2 separate regions of the Mus musculus genome follow, and region 2 is linked to region 1. Evidence: chromatin contacts called from public promoter capture Hi-C data. All regions are on one chromosome and are shown on one strand. Each heading gives the region's core, a stretch centred on a gene start, on an enhancer-like site or on the middle of the called end of the contact. The rest is flanking DNA. Distances are from core to core; before and after follow the strand shown. Region 1 holds the start of Cpa6 (carboxypeptidase A6). Region 2 holds the start of 2610203C22Rik (RIKEN cDNA 2610203C22 gene).

Region 1 (2,700 bases), core at 93-2,592:
TAAAATCATGTTTGTGAATGTCTCCCTGTAAATTCTGTATTTGGAAGATTACTAAACAAAAGCAGCTTCCAGTTCCTCGGGGAGAGAAAGAGAAACACAATTCTGCATTCCATACTCTCACAAGCTCCACATACAAGTCCTAAAATGAGCAACTTTTCTTTGGGATGCTAATTTTTTTCCACTGGAGATAACTGAGTGGTACGGTAATGTCACTTCTCCTCCTTGGTTTTAAGCAACTGAACTAGAGGATCTAGTTAAGGTTCCTTTCTAAAATGCAGGCATTCTATAATTTCCAGATTCAAAAATCAGCACTCTGCAAATCTGAGCCAAGCGCACGCTGTCTGTGCCACAGCAAGCCTTCAAGATAATAAGAGCGTGCACAGTGGTACATTTCTTTAGTCCCAGCTCTGGGCCTCCCTGAGATTGCCTTCTCAGAGCCTGCTAACCTACAGAGAGGGGAAAACTGGTTTCTTCTTCTTAAAAATACCAGCATGTTTACAGTTGACTACTTTTATTCTGCTTATTTTGTGTCGATCTGAAATATCTAACAATCACCCTGAACTAACATTTTTTTTAAAATCATATTCAGCTCTTCAATAAGTCACAGGTAAATTTTAACCCACTGCTGAAGTGAGTGCACCATTCTAAAGGACACTAATTTCTAGGTCATATTTCATGTGGTACAACAGTATTCTTTATGCTGAGCATCAACCAAGGCAAATACTGCAGATACTAGCCACAGCACCCCAGAGACACTTTCCCATTGAATTTTGAGGCCCCAGCTGTGGCTGGGACACTCTAAACAGTATGATAGCAGACTATTGTCTACAATACGTTCTCAGCCAACTGAACCAATACTGGATGCTGTTTATACATTTTATGGAGGGGACTCTGAAGCCCTCAGTCACACAGAAACCACAAACAACAAAATGGTGAGGCACATGGGGGCTAAACAACACCCCTCTCATACAAGCAAAGCCTCGCAGGACAAGAAGTTGGCTCCACTTACCCAGCATAGCGGTTGTCGTAAGAGTGGCAGTGCCCAGGTTTCAGAATATTCAAAAGGAGCCAGCAAACCGGCAGAAAAGCTGCTGTGTGGCTCCTGGGATTCCCGAGGAAGTTCATACTATTGCAATGAGAGGAGCTGAAAGTTGCTTAACAGCAGTCACCAAAGGAAGAGGCTGGAGGTGGCTTACAACACCCCCTGCTCACCAGCAAGTTGTCTGGGAAAGGGGTGGGGGAGAAGGCTTGGGAATGAGCAAAATGTGACACTTTAGGCAGCTAGGGAGTTGCTATTAAGACTGGGTCTTGTGAGGAAATGCAGCCCAGCCCAGCCTGGAAGCAGGGGCCGATCCTAAATCAGGCTCTCCTGAAGGGGCTGGGCCTCCCTGAGCTGACTCACAGGCAGACTTTGCAGGGTGCTATAGCCTGTGGGTAACCCTTCTCTGGTTTTGGTTTGTCTGTTTGCCTATTGAAGATCACTAAGTCTTTTGTATAACCGTTCTTTCTCTGCTGCCTTGATAGCATAGGGACCTTATCTTAATTGCCAACAGTATGTAGGAGACATACAAGCTGGCAGACACATTCCAGGCTTAATGATTTGTTCTGCCACAACAGATTTCCACACAGGTTTTCCAGATTGAAACCCACAGTGAAAGGAACTTCACGTGTGAAGGAGGAGGCTTAGGCATCTGGATGTGAGATGTTGGCCTCATTCTGGCTTGTAACTATATGTGGACAAACAGAGGGACTGCTAGCCTGCTAGGAGCTCTCGGTATTCATTCTGCACTAGCAGGACCCATATTTGTGGCTGCTGAACAGTTTCTTGAAGGATGGGGAAGCCTCCCAGGGCTTTGTGACCTTGGTTGCACATTTGGAATCATTTAGGGAAGGTGAGCCTTTCAATCAGAATGCAGAAGGATGGCATCTGTCATTGAAAAAGCTGCCCCAGTGACTGGGGAGGTGGTTCAGTGAATGAAATAACTGGCATGAGGACTCAGGTCCAGATCTCCAGCATCTGTGTAAAAGCCAATCCTCAGGGTGCAGGTCTGTGATCCCAGTGTTGAAGGGTGTGGGAAGAGACAGGTGCCACTGGGGGGGGGGGGGGTGAGTGCTGGTGCACATAGGGACCAGCTCACTCAGTGAGTCCCAAGCTGGTTTAGAGCAGGGCTTGTCAAACTTCTAGCGCCTACAAATTACTGATTCATTCTGAAGAGGATTGCTGCCAAGTGGGAAATTCTGTCATTTATGAAGTGTTTCAGGGTGAGGGCTCATGTGGAGGCCCCTCAGCCACACTTGGTATAGCAGCAAGTCTTGATTTTTAGAAGGAGCCATGCTTTTTCTCCTCTTCCTAGACTGTGGTGGGGGAGGGAACACAAATCAAGAAACCTCGGAGCAAGCCATTTCCCAATGGAAATTTCCCATGGTTTTAGTGAAGGAACTGGCTCAGAATTTTCTTAGCAGCCACAAACATCTACTCACCCAGAAACCCCACATTGCGGGTTTGCTTTGCCTTAGCTCTGAGGGTGTGAGGACACAGCCTGTCAGCTTTTTCCTGAGCACTGGTGCTTTTTAAGCAGACAGTGAGCTCCAGTGGCTTTACTGCAGTCGATCATCCCTGTGAAGCTTCCAGAACTCCTGCACCCCACACTGCGGGGGAAGCATAACCCTTCCCCATAACTTCTACTCGAGGTCAGCCAA
Region 2 (2,788 bases), core at 204-2,703, 1.1 Mb before region 1:
GCATTAGAATGTACCTGTCTTATAGGCTAAAGTATAGGCCACACAAGCATGAAATGGATCGGAGCAAGAAGGGGTTGCCCTTTACGTTGTTGTGGGTCATATAAACCTTAGGGATTGGAGAGATGAATCTGAGACTCAATTTGAGACTAGAAAGTAAGATTTTAAATTCTTTGCACTCCCACAGCCTAACACCCTTCTGAAGCAAATGTCCTCTATAAAGAAGACAGGAAACTGTTAGCAGGGTCCCCTGCCATTCAGCCCAAGAGCTGTGAACCCCTGACAGTGTAGAAACTGCTGCCAAGTGAGAAGCCGGGTGCCAGACCCCACCTCACAGTGGTGAGCCTCCTTGCTGCCTGAGTTTCTTTGAACCTCTATTTTGCATTCAAATTAAATTACCTACCCGATCTACCTCACCGGCTGATGAAAACTCAACAGAGCCCAAGCCTAACCGGGCTTTGCAAATTGTGAATTGCATTAACATATGGTGTGATAATCCGCCCCATTCAGAAGAAGCAGGGACGGGTGGCGAGCAGTGAGTGATTCAGCCAGCCAGGCAGGAACTGAAAATAGAATCATTTCCTGAGCCAGGGTCCAGGGTTCTCTCTCAGAAGAAGGTGGGCAGGGGAAGGGCTCCAGGGCGGCTGAACACAAGGCTCTCCATTTCCCACTGTAGCATTTGGGCTGATCCTGCAGCCCCAGGTGGTCACCCAGTGTGCCAGGTCAGTCCGGGCCAGTGACCCTTGCTTGGCTCAGAAGCAAGATGTGGGTGGTGACGACTCTTTTGAATTCAAAAGAGTCTACTTGCTGCCAACTGCTGCCTTTGGCCTCCTGCCTGCATTCCCTACCAGCAAAATTAGTCCTCAACTGAAACCTACAAAGTGCATTGGCTTAGGAGACCACAGGCTTTTGTCTGTCTGCTCCAACTCGGAGGAAGAAGGCCCAGCCCTGCTCATTTAGCCTCACTAGACTTCAAACCAGACCCTAGGACTAAAGTGCTCCTGAGGAGTCAGGTCTGATGGGAAGCTTGCTTGGTAAGGTATAACCAGGCAGAGATTTGGTACTTCATAAATAAGCCCTCTGCACCACATTCTTGTTATTCATGCAGGCCAAGTAAAGCAAGACAATAACTCAAGAAACAGTGACCTCACCAGGAAAGCAGGCTATGTAGTCTCACACACAAGCCTCACGGCCATAAATCCAGGAGACTATTCCATGAAAATTCTCTGTCCTTGCAGAGGAGCAGGGACAGTGTGGAGGCAGGGAGGAGAGAGCCCTCTTATCTACAGAGATCTCCCTTTATGCCTCAGAAATGAAAGGACACTTCTCTCTCTCTCTCTCTCTCTCTCTCTCACACACACACACACACACACACACACCCACACACACAGGTGGACCTGTACCCTTGTCACTTTGTAGACATACCAGAAGGAATTCAAAGCTGCTTGTCATCTTCGTCCTCTTCGTTCTCTAGGGCCTGTCCAGGCTCTTGCCAGCAGACTGCTCTGCAGCTGGATGCTATTGTAAACTATGCTTCCGCATCTGTGTCATGCTCTTCCTTAGGAGAGGGCTAAAGATGGAGCTCAGGGGAAGTAGGAAGAGGAAAGATGCTTCCTGTTCTGGCTACTTACTCTCTGCTCTCCCAGCCCAAGGAGGAGTGTAAAAGGCTCTATTCCTAGCCTCTGAATCCTCAGGTTAAAGCTACAGATCTTCTGGGATTCCTCTCTGGGTTCAGTGGACTGTTGCATGTGAAGACAGATAGACAGTTAACAGGCACTGGTGTATGTAGTTTACATGTGGTGGGCTCTGAGCTAAGTGCTTAAAGTACCTCAGCTCATGTGATCCTCCATCCAAGATGGACTTTTATCTTCCCTATAGATGATTAAAAGGTCAGAAAGGCCTTCATGTTCCTGATGAGAGCCGAAATTTCCTTTTAGAAAGAAAACGTTGCTTGTGCCTCCAAAAGGCTGGAAGCCAAGGAAGGAGGCCAAAAAGGGCCCTCAGCCAGCCCATTACTCAGCAGGTAAGCAAGCTAGTTGTGAAAGACAGTGGCTCAGTTGTCATCCCAGTGTCCAGGGCAACAGTACAAACAGTGTACATAACACAGGTCAATGCCCCAGCCTTTCTGACTTAAAAAAAAAAAAATCCCCTGCGGCATGTGGTGAGAGGGGGCAGGGTACAGGGAAAGCAGGTAGGCTTCCTGATGACATGAGAACATACCTCCACCTGGGGATACTTCCAGCCTCTTTGTTGTGCTTTGGCGGTGCTTGTGCAGAAAATAAAACCACTGGCCCAGTTCCCACTTCAGTTATTCTTTGAGTGTGGAGGTGGTCTCCAGAAGGAAGGGGCTCCTCCACCAAGAAACCTGTATTTGTGACAAAGGTTTCAGAAACATGCCATCCCCCCCCCCCACTTCACAATTTAATGCTACACTTTGCAATGCAGATCCTGCCTTCTCTCAAAGAAGACAAAAAGCAAAAGTCATCTAAAAGTAATAGAATTTAGCAGAGTGAGAAGAAATGATCAGGACACAGATCCTAGAAGAAATAAATGGAGAAAGAGATGTGGAAGTTTGAGACAGCAGAAAGAAAACAATGGAAAAAAGAGGAGAATTTAAAGAAGCTCACAGTGAGGGCTATGGGGACAATTCAGCATTGGGGAAAACATGCTGCTCTTGCAGAAGACCCAAGATCTCAGCACCCATATTTTGGGGATTCCACACCCTTTTCCGACTTCATAGGCACTAGGCATGTACTTGGTACACATATATGCACTCAGGCAAAACACATAC

The links. Promoter capture Hi-C pulls out the DNA fragments that hold promoters and counts their contacts.
Region 2: a contact with region 1 is called in a promoter capture Hi-C map of the HPC-7 cell line, with 3 times the contacts expected there. The contact joins the promoter of 2610203C22Rik here to the promoter of Cpa6 in region 1. A contact is called at or near these places in 2 of 39 promoter capture datasets (the HPC-7 cell line and hippocampal neurons).

Annotation. Positions count from the first base shown.
Region 1 is chr1:10,718,603-10,721,302 of GRCm38.p6, forward strand. Cpa6 (carboxypeptidase A6) reads right to left here and starts at 1,343. Exons shown (of 11, transcript NM_177834.4): 1 at 1,010-1,343. The coding sequence starts at 1,125.
Region 2 is chr1:9,629,639-9,632,426 of GRCm38.p6, forward strand. 2610203C22Rik (RIKEN cDNA 2610203C22 gene) reads right to left here and starts at 1,454. Exons shown (of 5, transcript NR_015470.1): 1 at 1,423-1,454.